2 separate regions of the Gasterosteus aculeatus genome follow, and region 1 is linked to region 2. Evidence: chromatin contacts called from public Hi-C data. All regions are on one chromosome and are shown on one strand. The core of a region is the stretch at or near the end of the contact, and the rest is flanking DNA. Distances in the headings are between cores, read along the strand shown. Region 1 overlaps slc8a3 (solute carrier family 8 member 3). Region 2 holds the start of slc8a3 (solute carrier family 8 member 3).

Region 1 (6,582 bases), core at 2,991-5,490, 79 kb before region 2:
GCCCGGCGCCGGTAAAGCAGCACCGAGATGGCCAGGAAGGCGAAGATGGTGAAGAGAGTGACGGAGAAGGCCAGGGAGCCGGCTTCCACCACGAACGGCTTCCCCTTCATGTGCCAGTAGATAGCCGCCACCGACCAGGCCAGGCCGATTCCCAGGAAGACGTTGACGGCGTTGCTGCCGGTCACGTTCCCGATGGAGGCGTCTGCGTAGGTGTCCTGGACTGCTGATACCTTACTGGCAAAGGTGTCTGCGTAGGGAGAAAAGTCATCACATTCGGATTCAAATGAAGAAATCTTTCGACATCATCTTTTCCTGCCCACTTTGTATAATATACAATATATAATATAATAATATATTGCTAATGGAACTTGATATTGTTGTAAGACATATACTTTGTTCACAGCTAACTATCTTGTCTAATTTATTTGAGAATTCCAGACCATTAAGATAATTATTATTGTTCGTGCTGGTTTCGTCTGTCAGTGTTTCCCCTCATTTGAAACTAGACCTTTCAGTTTTCTGAAGAAGATAAATTATTCATTCCACATTTTGGGGGCAAATGTTCATTTCCTGCCAAGTCCGCCTGCCACTCAAAATATAAATTACAGCAGCGAAGGCTGGCAATCTTCTCTGTGTTGTTTGTTTGTTTATATTTATACATTTTTTATTTTCAGATTGAACGCAGTGATGATTTATTAATGCTGCACACAGGACCTTTAATAAAAAATGTGCTGAGAGTGAAAGTTTTTAGTGACATATTGTTCCTGTCGGGTGAAAATGTCAGTTTGGAGGAAATAAGAATATCAGCCGTCTCGCTGCCAAATCATGTTTGAAAGAGTCTCAAAAGCTCAGCGTCAAAAACAAAACGGCAGACGACACATTTTCACATCACAAACACGACTAAATTAAACAAGATTCTTTCCTCACCTGGGACAGATGTGCCGAGTGCAACGAACACCACAGCGGTGACTGAGTCCTTGAGGCCGATGGTGCAGCCGAAGTGGGACGCCAGGTCGCCGATGACGGCCGTGAGCAGGCCGATGAGCACGATGGACACGATGAAGCAGGCCCAGCCGTTCAGGTAGTCCGTGGGAGGGACGCAAGCGAACAGGACCTTCCAGAAGACGGTGAGGAAGTGCATGACGTAGTCGAAGCAGGACGGCAGCCTCTCCTCCCCCGTGTCCTCCTCATCCTCATCTGATTGAAGGGAGTTTAAGGATCGATTAGGGAGGGTTAGGGGTGACAGAGGGGTCGAGGGGGAGAACAACGTTCTCATAACGTTCACTTTTGTCTGGTTGCTGTCTGGTTACTGTTGTGTGTATAACAAAAAAACAACGTATACATGTTTTACATGTACATAAAGCCGACAGCGCTCTGTTATAAATGAGGTTGATTTAAGAGAGGGCTGTTGATGGACACAACAGCGCCACATGCACTGCTCAAGGGAAATGGAAGAGCTGCTTACAGCCGGGGAAAAAAACAGGTTGTAGCACGGATTCAGGACGCATCATGTTCAAAGGGACACGTTGCTGTTGGCTAAAGGTCACAGACTCGGCACCACTCCCTCCATTTGTTCCGTCAAAGCAGAGCGCGCTCCCCGTGCGCCCCGCTACATAAAAGTGTCGTCTTGGAACAGCTAAATATTTAAATGTGAGTGGTCATCCTCCTTAGGTGGAGGAGCCGGGTCGTCCTCTGTGGGCCAACTGCTCCCAGGACCCTCAGTCGGACGGCAAGGACACTGCGCTGATTCAAAGCGTCAGGCCGCGTGAGTCGCATGCATTTTTCAGCCGAGGGTGGACCATGAAAAAATAAAGAGCCCCGCTGGATTAAATATTTCAAGCTCCAAAGTGACAAAGCCCGGCCATCACGGCGGCCACTACGCGGTGCAGGCACTGCACTGCAGGCTCATCTCATGCCGCATGTCGCCCCCGACATGATGGATGAGTTTTCTCTAGACGCGCGTGAGATTATTCCGGAGCTTCAAGTGCAGAGGATTTCAGCTAATTGAGTTCTTGGAGGCTCACACTGACGCCAACGTGTTGGGCTTGCGGTTGGTGGCGGCCAATATTTAGAGAGGATGGTTTTCAATATGCTGAGATTTAGATGAGAAGGTAGATACCCCTCATCCATCTGTAGATGAAGCTACCGCTGCTAGAAAGTTAGCTAAGCAAAAAGGAAGACGGCGAATAAGCAACTGCAGGATTGATTATTCCTTTAATGGGGACATATTGTGTGCTTTTAGGGACAAACATGTATTTTGGGTTGCATGTTTGTATTAATATAATGAATATCTGCATGTGTCGGTCTGACTACACCTGTATTCTCCATCCGTCTTTCAAGCTCAGTTTAACAGGTGTCTCTTTAAGCCCCCCCTCCTGAAAAAGGCCAGTCCGCTTTAATTGGTGCACCGTTGAAAAGGTCGTTCTCAAACCGTATTTTGTAATAAGCCTAATTGTGACATAGGAAGGCCTGTTTAAGGATTGTTAGTGGGTACTTTAGATCCCCAGACGTAAAAATGAGAGATGACAAACACCGGTGAGCTTGTTAAGTGGGGCACACTGATATTCCAGTGTATTTGCATGCAGCCCAATAAGCCAGAGCAGGAACCACGCAATGTCCACAGTACCTGCACTGACTGTAATGGCCTCCATGAACTGGTCTCTCCAGGAGTTGGTTCCCACCACCAGCGCCAGGTTGGTCTTCTTGATCAGCTTGTCCACCGTGCTCTGCGATGCAAGAATGAAAGCCATCCGTTATTTAAGTTCAGCGGCTGCTTCAGCAGAAGAAATAAACGCGCTTCGCCACACGATGGCAGTGGCATCCAGTGCCAGGCAGCGGAAACCTCCGTTGAATTCATGATGAAGCCACGCGGCGGAAAACAAACATGGTGGGTATGTCGTTTGTTTGGGGAGGGTTAGAGAATGCACTACGGACCACATCTCCAGAAATGCATTCCTGTGGGTTCCAAGGTGTCTAAAGAGCAACTGCTTCTGCATCTGTTATCTGTTTGACTGCACGGAACACACTATTTCCAGCACCACTATTCACACTACCTTCCATGAGTAATCTTTCCCACCTTAAACTCGTATGATTCCTCAATAATGACTTCCAGCTTGGAGTGTTCCCCCAGCACCGGTTTTCCCATCTCTGCGATGCGCCTGGCCTCCTCCTCGTCCGACGTCATCTTCCTGTCTGTTACATCTGAGCGCGGAGGGCGAGAGAGCAAAACACAAAGAGGAATCACAGCGGGAAAGATGGCAATAAAAATAAGGGGATGCTCAACTGATTAGCATGTTGCATTGCACAGCGTACAAACAAAACATCAGAGCGATGCTTCACTGGTATCAATTTGAATGTATTCAACCTTCAGCTCAGGCTCTACAGAGAGACAAGATTGGTTTCCTATGGCGTATTTCATGCAGTCATGTATGTCGCAATCAATCAGTGCAATGTTGTCTTCTGACTTTGTTAGTCAAAGGTTAGACAAACGCTCATGCACTTCCCGTTGTTCTACTTTTATCCAGACGAGTTGGAGTTTTCCATTGACTTTCAAGTTCCTGAAACATGGTGAAGAGCACTTGTGTTAAATACGGCAGTGAAGAAATACTTGGTTCTAAAAGGTCTGACATTCCCCAAAATGCCAAGTCACTCATTTGTTTTTGAGATACCGTCTCCAACCTGACATTGTGCAGATGTTCACTGACTTCTTTTAGGGCGGCGGGAGGGGGGGGGGGGGGTCTGTTATGGTCCCGCTAATCAGCAGTGAGGGATTTAAGACTGAGACTGTTAAATGTTTTAAATGTCACATTAAACTAATAGCTAAAACTTTCACTTTAAGTTGATCGAAGAGGGTTTTCTTCTGTGGAATGACAGATTTTTAAAAAACGGTGAACCTCAAACAGTCTGCATGACTGCACACTACGAATACTTCCACGGCCTTCCATTCAAAGTGAGTCCTCCTAAAGACCCGATCAGCCCCTCTCAGATGTGTCCTCGGCCGCTCGGCTCTAGAACGAAGCCACGATGCTTCACGGAGCTCCTGAGCGCACGGCGACTCCACGACGAGCGCCATGACATCAATTCCGTGCTGTCAAACTCTATCAAGAAGGAGCGGCTGTGCATCCAAAGGGCCTCTCATCCCGCTCCGCCTGTGTGTGTGTGTGTGTGTGTGACAGCCCCACTGAGCCACCTGGTGCAGAGACCTTGTCATCTCCTATACGAGTCCCAGCCTGCTGCTCTTTGCTGACAACACGCTTACCGTTAAATATTAATGATGCCATTAAAGATCACAGCCCGGTCCCCCCCCGATAGGAGGGAGTGTCCGCAGGAAAGCACACGCACACACACATGCATAATATACCAGCGCACGAGTTCTGCCACACACACACACACACGTGTACTTTTAAGCTAAATCAATTACACACCCGAGACAGTGTGCACCCTCAAGTCTTGACAGGACTTCTTTTGCTCATGTTTAAAAATTGATTATCGAGCCCTTCGCCTGCTCCACACTTCACTTCTACATGACACAATTTCCTTCACAGGGGAGAAGTTAAAATAAATTAATAATAACCCACTACCACAAAAGGTAATTAAATTTCTAATATTAGATCTGCAAATTATTTTACGGTTATCAAGTCTTAGTATCTTGCTTTTGACTGGAGAACATGATTTATGGATTTATGATTAATTAAATCTGCCGATCCATCTTTAAGTGCGACAGAGTGCTGCAAAGGAGCGTGTTCTTTGTCACGGTGACAGCAGAGGTGGATACAAAACACTTGTATGCAGTTTATTTGTAAGTGTGGTGCAAAATCTTCATCTGCATCAAAATAAACCACCCAAACCGTCGTCCTCGGAGATATCACATCATGCAACCTGGAGCCTAAAATTCAAGGCCGATGTTGAAACCGCAGCGAACACACAGAAAAAGATGGTCAGTGGAGATGCTGAGGGGGGAATGGGCAGCTTACCATCAGCTAACAACAGGGCTGTGGAGGAGAGGAGGGAGGGAGGAGGAGGAGGAGACATGGAGAAAACAGAAAGAGGATGAGCAGCAGGAATGGAAGAAATGTGCATTAGGACGAAAGGAGGAGAGAAATGCAATGGACCTCAGAGAATAGCTGAGTATTGACCCTTTGTTATAAAAATATACAGCACGAATTATTCACTGAGATGAGGGAGGGAAAGGAATGTGGTATTTGGTATGTTTTTATGACCATAAAGGCACAATCAAAGTTTATTAAAAAAGATGCTCAATAGAAAAAAAAGGAAAAAAGGCAGGATAATTTGTACGACATCAACTCACCTTTATTAAACCCACTTTCTCCATGATGACACCCTTATTAACCCTCACCTAACTAGCATGAAATAGTGTTGGACCAATATATGTATTTGTCCTAATAATATAATATAAAACCTTCTAACTCATGCAACACATTCACACACTTACACAGAAACAGTTGACTTATTTCACGAGGACTTATTATATAACACTTTAAAAATAAGTTTAAAAAAGAACAACAACAGTTAAAGAACAAAAGAACATGATGCAACACGAGATATAATCTTATATTAAATCGCCAAAGAACAGGACAAGCAGAAAAACGTTGGCTTTGAAGAAACTGAAAGGAATAAAATACAGCAAACAAATAAACAGGAAAGAAACATTTCAAGACAAACACAACTAAAAACAGTATTGCGTAATATTCAAAATAACCTTTAGGAAAGAGCCAACTTCTAGTTGGGAAATGTCATGTTCCTTTTCTGTTTCATCCTACATCAGATAGATTTGCTACATTGTTAAAATGACATTATTACTTATAGTCCCGATAACGAGTTTAGGGTTTCAAAATAAAGATCCAGCGTCGCCCCTGGAAGATGTCCAAGGAGGGAGCCGTCTCATTTTGAATTTACCCGGTGAGGTTTCCTCCAGTTTATCTCAGGGTCTCTAAGAAGATTCTCCTGTCATCTCAGAGATTAGAAGACCATTCATGTGATATTAAGCTACACAAATAACCTTTTCACTGGAGCAGACTGAAGTTGTAACTAAAAGATGCACTTCATCACTCACTCAGCCAGATGTGCTTTTCATTGGAGACGATTCTGCAAATCACCCAGTTACACCCAACCGCAAACATCCACATCAGAAGAAAGCTATGCTGACAATGGAGGTGCCTCATGCAGACGCCCAGGACGACCACGCTGCCTTCCTCAGCATTTTAATCAAGACTGCCTGGTTGTTTATCTGCGTGCTGTACTGCAGAGCAGATCGGTGACACAGCACGTCACGGTCAGATGCCTTTGGCAAAGTCTAAACCGCAACTAAATGATACGATTAAGAAAAGAAGGAGGCCCAACAAGTCGTCCAGCAGGGCGGCTAATTAGGTGACAAGATAAATCAAAAGAGGAGGAAGAGACGGGATAAAGCCAGAGATGCACATCGACAACTCTCCCTTTTCACGTCTTCATCATAATTCTTTTCCTTATGAAACCGGGACACTTGAGGGGCAAAAGGAAGCTGGTTACTTCTTCCACGAATACGTCTGATTTTCTAAACCTCTTTCAACAAAAGAAGATATA
Region 2 (7,668 bases), core at 737-3,236:
GTAGAGGAGGCCTGACGCTGGAGTTTAATCAAGACTGTTCAGCTGCCACCTCAAAGTTTGTTTGTTTGTCGTTCACCAAAAAAACTGCACAAACGTAAGAGCCACATTACAGCGGACATATTATATAAGTTAAGCATGTGGTTAATTGTGACATATTCCAATGAAGTCCAACACTGACCATGTGCAACCTCGGCTATGTGTGGGTGAACCCACTTAAAACTGAATTCACAAAAATCTGTCAATGACGACGGAGGAGAGGGGGGGGGGCTATGGAGGGAGGGGGGGGGGGGGGTATTTTAAGCTCAGAGATGGATCTTCAGAGCCTCCTCCTGCAAGCCGTGAAGCAGCCCCTCAACATGTGGGTGAATCCACTTAAAACCAAATTTACAAAACTCCTAACCAACTCAATTCCTTCAGCCATTTGAATATATATCAACATTGGTTTTGGAACATTGTGATTTTTTGTGGTGTGTGTGTGTGTGTGTTTTTTTTAATGATTTTCTGAAATGTCATATGATTATCCAATTGATCCAACTGGTCGCACATACACACCGACAATATAATCGCAGCCATAACTTGACCTCAAAAACATTGAAATGGTTCAAATGAAAAGAATTAACTGCTATTAACATGTGATTGGGTGGCTTGTTTCAGTCCTGCATGTGACCGATGCAGACAGCGACACGGCGGTGACAGTTGCTCGCCTCTCGGGTCTCTTTTCCTATTTTGGGAAGAAGGTCCTACCTATGGAAGGCCACTTGACACGCGCGAAAACACGGACTCAGCAGCCCCCCCGGAGAGCCTCAGCTGTTGCTGATTAATCATCAGAAGGCAGGCCCGGGGAAGCCCCCGCCGGGGCACCCGCGGGCCCCCGCGGTGGCAACTTACAGGGTGCGCACGGTCTGATGCACAGACAATACACGTAGCCTAAAATGTTCCTCCCGCCGGACAACCGAGAGCCGACCCTCAGCAAACACCGGCGACTCCTGACAGGGGGAGCGCGCGAGGGGCCAGCGACACAGCGCGAGCTGAAAGAGGCGTGCATCCGAATCAAAGAAACGGGCTGGAGATCCAGGTGTGCAGCCAATCAGCGCTGTCCGACGCCTCGCGCTGACACACGCCAATTATCCGAACGGCACACCCAATCGAGGGTATCGCGAGTCCATCGCGGCGCGCTGCGATGGATCTCCTCTGCACGATGATGAGGATGCGGATGAGGAGGATCCTAAAGGCGGGTCGGACCCCGGGCAGGACGCAGCGCGCCGGAGTTCTGGACTACATCACTTGGCGGCTGTATTCGCAGCTTTGCATCTAGCGTGTCTTCTACCAGCTGTCCCCACAGTGCCGATCCGCGTCTTGCTGTCCCTCAGCAAATGTGGTCTACCGGGCCGCATCACTCAGTCGGCCCCCTGGTTATTGAAATAATCCCCGAGTTTGCATCACGCGTTTATTCATTGTAACATACCTGTATTTGTGTCCCCCGGAAATAGTCTCCTGTCCGCCCCCCTCCCTCCACCCGCCCTCCTCTGTATGGCTCCTTCGCCGTCCAGATCAGCCTCCGCCAGCAGTCTCAGTGTAGCGTCGCTGTTTGGATCTCTGGAGTCAAACGTGCTCCTCTGACCAACAACCCCCTCCCCCCCCGCCGGTGGAGCCACGGTGTCGTCCTCATGCACGGGGAGGCTGGTCCCCCCCCCCACCCACCTCGCTGGGTATTGGGGATTGGATCAAACTGGCCAGAGGTGATCGCCTGTCGTCCTCTCCTGCCTTGGCGACCTCCTCCCCGGATCCTCCCCGTCTGACGGATTGACCGGGTCGCAGAGCTGTCAATGACGAGGGAGGAGGGGGGTGGGTTATGGAAGGGGGGGGGGGGGGTATTTTAAGATCAGGGATGGATCTTCAGAGCCCGTCCGCACGGCTCTCCCTCCTCCTGGAAGCCGTGAATCAGCCCTCGCCTCCTCCCCCTCTCTCGCTCTCCGCTGCGATAGCAAAGGAAACCTGCGAGGACGCTCGCTCTTGTAGACCCCCCTCCCCCCCCCCCCCCCCCCCTCCTCCCCGGCGCCGTGAAGCTCCTTATTCCCGGCTGTATTCTCGAGATCGGAAGCCTAACACTGAATACTGACCACCGTGTTCCGTCGGAGGAGCGCCCGGGCTGAGCATCGGAGTTCCCCGCACTGTCATCGGGACTTTGCGCACCAGCGGAATGTGCGCGGCGCGCGTCTCCTCCGCGCGGGCTCCGTTTCTGGAGGTGATTGCATGGAGACGAGCTTCATCCAGACATCACCATGCGCGGATTATTAATCAGATTTGTAGGGGGGGGGGGGGGGGGGGTAATTCTCACGACGGTGGAGGTGTGAAATGGTTGCGCCCCCCCACCTGCCTTCCATCTTTAAAAGTCACACCGACAAGTCGCGCAACTACGTCACCACCCGCTGGGATGAGAAACCTGCACCACAAAGCACGATTATCATCCAGGTCCACGGCAAGGGTTCACAACGGGGGGGCTAAGAAAAGGGGGGGTGAACAGGATAAGCTTATTGTTGAAGTCTCAGCCGGTTATTTACCTCCACAAACACAGAGGGGCCCGTTTGGTCACGTGCTGCTAATATATGACACAACATGGGAAGAGGATCAGAGTCACGTATTCTGGCCACAAGCCACAAAGACCAAACAACACAGCAGATGAGGAAAATAGCTTCATAATTCAAACTAAATCTGCCGTTTAAATCAGAATGATTTTGTATCAAATGGGCATCAGTATGCACACACACAGAACCAGTAACCAGTCTGCAAAATCCCATTTATGAGTGCTGTATACAACAATTTTGCAGGACTTATTTTATATCATGGTAATAATGACATGAGTGTCAGCAGAGAGCCCCCCCCCCCCCCCCCCCCCCCTTTGATCAAGGACAGCTTGATTGGTTTTAACCAGCTTTGCACTCTTTTATGATAGAAATGTGACTTTCAAAGATGGGACGGGATTTAGCGACATCTAGCGGTGAGGTTGCATATCGCAACCAACTGAAAGCTTCTCCCGCGTGCAAAGCGTGCCGGATGAGCTACGGAAGAAATATGGCGGACTGTTCCATGAAGGGGATCATTCCGTATGTAGATTTGTTAAGGTTCCCATATATAACAATATAACATGTCTGCAAATTGCTAACCCATAATGCCATCTGTACATTTAAATAATACTAAGGAATACACCACGTTGTTTTCTGGCATAGACTTACGGGAAGAGGCCACTGTCATGTGTGCTCATTAAATAGCCGGTTAGCATAGCTTAGCACAAAGAGTGAAAATATGGCGTCGCAGCACACAGCAAATAAATACCTCATAGAACTCCATAAGGCTGTTGAAACTGATTCAGCATGATTCATTATTGAAGGCTTGCTTACAGTCTTTGCTCTAAACTAAGCTGGCTGTATCTCTTTCTGGTGTGTACAAACTAGTATGCCAGGAAAGTATTTTGCATATTTGTAAGTAGTGTCCCAATATGTATGTCAAATGCAGTAGGCCAAAAGTACTATGATGTTAGGATAAAGAAAACTGCATCAGGTGGCACCTGGCTGTGTGCAAGCCTGCATTCTTTACCTGCTATTCTGACCCCCAATCCCCAGTGCAGCAGAGGAGACGTCCCATTGACTGAGCAGGGAGAACACAGACTGACAGAAAGCCCTGACCCTAACCCCATGTCAGATACCACCCATGCATGCAACAGTCCCTACGTTTGATTGGTGCAGCTGCAGTACATCCTAAAAGTAAAATATAAATAGAATGAGATCTGGGACACGGATATTTCTTCTGGAAAGGAGCCGGTATGCAAATCAGAAAACAAAAATAATTAATTACATAGACCATGGGACAGAATCGTATTAACTTGTTCATATTTCCATGTTTGTTCCCAAAATGGACGGGGAGAGAAGAAAGGGGCCGATCTGGCCAGGCAGCCCCCACCACTCCGGTCTGCCATCCTCCTCTCCCTCTCTGTGTGATGGTGTAATTAGTATGGAGAATATGGCCGGATGTTTTAATGAAGTTTTCTTATCTGCTCCAGAAAGGGTGGAGGCGCAGGACAGATGGTGCACGCAGGCCTTTTAAGTGTACCTGCGGCCCGCGTGCATCACATCGGGATTGGAATTCAATGCCCGCTCTCGCCTCCTTCATCAAAGTCCCCCATGCGTTCCGTGATGATTAATGGATTATACTTGTAATCAACACACCAGACCCGCCTGTGCTTCCCACTGAGAGGAGCAGCACTTACAAGGGCCGGCGACTCGGTGGCCGCACGGCCCTTGAACCGACTGGGTGCATCGATCCCGCGGGAGCAGAGCGACGCCGCCTCTCCTTCCCGTATTCCCCCTCCTCTCCTGCTCCTGCCACGGCTCACTTGACAGCTGCGTCTCCCCAGATGAGGTTTATTAAAAGGCCCGGGCACGCGGCAGCAGAAGATCTGGGCGAGGGAACGAACACACCGCCGAGCACAAAATAGAGCTGCTCTTGCACTTTGTGATTTTTATTCCGTCTCTCCGCGCCGCGCTCGGCACTCTGCTCGTGCTGATCATCTGCAGGCTTGCAACAACTTCAGTGGGATGAAAAGAACAAACAGCGAGGCAGAGTGCGCTCCGGCTGGTAAACGAAAAAGGGGCAGGGAGGCAGGGAGGCGGGGAGGTGGGGGTCATCGGGGGGACTTAACGCTGACTCCACCTCTGGGCGACGTCCGCTTATGACGGTCGGTAATGAACAGCGAAGTTGTGAAGCGAGGAAGGTGAAGCGTCACCTCGCATCAGGATCTGAAGACCTCAGGCCTGGAGGGCCCCTTCCTGTCCTGGTGAGCGTGTGTGGGTGTGTGTGTGTGTGTTCAGAGAAAGGCGTGTGGGTGGGGGGGTCGGCTACAGAACAACGCACCAAACACCCCTTGAGGACTTGCTTAAAAACGCCGAATTGGGTGTGTAGGGACACAGCAAGCTAAAGGAAAAGGCTGCATGCTTTAAAAAAGGGTCGGTTCACCCAAACTACAAAATGAAGTACGACAAGAACATTTGCTTCTGGTAAGTGCATATTGGATTCGGCCAGGTTTAGAGATGCGCTCTCCACATTGTGGAATGTCCCTGCTGTATTTTCAGACGGTTACTCTCAGGCAATTGCTTTGCGTCTGTAATGCCATGTCGACTTTGCATCTCACATGGTTGGGACACTATCGCGCTGCCACAATTTGTCCTCTGTTGGAAATATAAACCGTTGCTCTAGAAGTTACCAGTACAGATCTCCTGAACCACACGGAGCCATGATGTTAAGGACTGACACACACACACACACACACACACACACACACACAGATTCCCAGGATATAAACAACACCTGCTTCATTGTCGTGGCTGATAATGAAGAAAAGATACCGTGAGATCGCCCCATCCAGAACACCGTCCTAATTGAAATCACAGAAGAAGAAAAGGTTATGTCACACAAGTTGTTCAGTTTAGTTTTTGTACTCTTGTATATACCTCCTCACGCCGTAAAACCCTTCAAATCAGGCTTTGGCAACAACATGTAACCACACGTAGTTGCTTCCCTTTACAGGGCGACAAGCCAAAGAGGCCAGGAGCCACTGCACGAATAACTACAGACCATCTGGCGATGCGATGCGACCAGCCGCAGCGCTGATTCCACCCCGAGGGCGTATATACCCCCGACCACACGCATCCTCAAACTCAGCCTTCGTTTCGCTCTTACCGACACACTTGTAAAAGTCTTGTGATCGCACGGTTGCTACACCATCGCATTGACTTCATCTGTCCACAGACACACATAAAAAAAAGACACAGACTCACAAGGTGAAAACCTCGCCGTGCCGAAGCAACCCAACACGCTGTCATCCCATCATCCCGCCGTACGGGCGCCATAGTGTCACACACAACCATATGGCTTCTCTTCATATAACGCCACATAACCTTTACTACCCTGCACTAATAAACCCTCCCTTCAAATAAAACCGCCACGCAGATACACAGAGTGCAATGCAGATAGCAAGGCTTTCCATCTGCATGCACCCTTCAGCTCAAATAAGATCCATAGAGACCAGTATTTACACACACACACACACACACACACACACACACACACACACACACACACACACACACACACACAGAACTGCTCGTCTATGGAGAGTGACCCTTCTGCAGCTGCAGCCATTGGAGCTGGGCATTCAGCGGTTCACTGGTCTGGAATATATTTGCAGAGGAAGATGGGCGAGCGAGGGATACCCGCGCTGACTCGGTTACGTCACACAGAGGAAGAGTGTAGGACACTGGACTCCACCCTGATCCACCCATCTCCCCCTGTGCCGGATGGTGCCGGACGAAAGAGGAGAAGGATCAAAAGGCAGGGGATGACGTGGATGAGATGGAGGCGGACAGGGTCAGACCGACGTGCACTCGCCTGAGGGGGGTTGGGGGGGGGGCGATGGCCCAACAGCCACGTCTCCATGGAAACGCGTGGCCCCTGCCTCGGTCCTGGGGAGAGTGGAAGTGACGGCGCCGATCTGTGCGCCTTCCTCATGGCTCATTATGTGGGGAATGAAGTGAAACAGCCGGGGGGGGGGGGGGGGGGGGGGGGGGGTGCATTTGTTCTGCGTGGACTACCCCTCAGCTGCCAAGCGTCTGTCTATTTATAGAAATGGAAGGAAAGAGAGAGACCGACTAGAAAAAGCACAGAGGCCATTTCGCTCACCCCCCCCCCCCCCCCCCCCCCCCCCTGCCATGCAGAAGAAGTCTATTTTGTGTTGTTTGGTTCCTGCAGCTTTCTGTGAGTCAGTAGATGCCGTGAAGGTTGAAGCATCAGTGACTGCAGCATCATGTGGGACAGCGGATTGACCCAAACATACACACACACACACACACACACACCGGCTGTACATTTGGACCCTTATAACGTGTCAGATCATGTGAACCATCACAACTCCCCACATTCCCCCCATGTGATGTCTGGAGCCGGAGCCACCGAAAAACTGTTTTATCCCAATTAATAAATGATTTAACTTGACAATGAATCGGTGTACAGTGATAAATGACCGACAACCCGCATTAGTATTAAACTCGCTACAGTGGAACGCTGCACATGACACAAGTGACTCGCTGCAAACAGTCAACACTTTCCTGTCGATGCGTTATAGAGAGTGATGATAAAACCATAAATATGATCAAAACATAATTTTAAGGATTATAACTTTTAATATCCAATGAAATACTCAGAGTGAGTCTTCAGCGGTTTTGCATTCGTAGGTGCTAACCCTACCTCACCTGTCACTTTTCTGCCTGTGCTATTAAATCAAACCGCTTTTCTTTCACAGCTAGTTGGTCTATTAAAAGATACCAAAATGTTGTGTCATGCGCCTGGTTTGAGGGCTCACTGGGCGGATCCTCCGTCCATTCACCGAATCAAAGGTTTTGTATTTCCCTCGTGAAGCTGAATAATCACTTGTGTAATCTTCCCGTGAGATAATAGCAGTGGTAATTAATCTTCATGTGGAGTGTGTGTGTGTGTTCGGGAGGAAGATCGTTTCATTCATCCACAGCCAAAATGACTGGGAGCTGACTGCTTCTTCTGCCCAGTGTTTCCACATCGGAGCTGTGAGGATCTGGCAACGCGCAAGGCCACAAATTGGAA

What was found. A called contact is a pair of places that touch in the nucleus more often than the background predicts.
Region 1: a Hi-C map of whole body shows a contact between it and region 2, with 3 times the contacts expected there. The contact joins the enhancer-like site here to the promoter of slc8a3 in region 2. A contact is called at or near these places in 3 of 6 Hi-C or Micro-C datasets (skeletal muscle, tail fin and whole body).

What each region holds. Positions count from the first base shown.
Region 1 is chr15:13,425,964-13,432,545 of fGasAcu3.hap1.1, reverse strand. It overlaps slc8a3 (solute carrier family 8 member 3), which reads right to left. Exons shown (of 8, transcript XM_040198755.2): 4 at 4,974-4,991; 5 at 3,077-3,201; 6 at 2,627-2,726; 7 at 928-1,197; 8 at 1-247. Among protein-coding and RNA genes, the nearest start is that of map3k9, 8.5 kb to the left of the region's middle. Within about 2 kb of position 4,240, at least 1 of the 9 cell types and tissues checked has open chromatin away from gene starts, as enhancers often do.
Region 2 is chr15:13,343,407-13,351,074 of fGasAcu3.hap1.1, reverse strand. It overlaps slc8a3 (solute carrier family 8 member 3), which reads right to left and starts at 1,986. Exons shown (of 8, transcript XM_040198755.2): 1 at 1,466-1,986.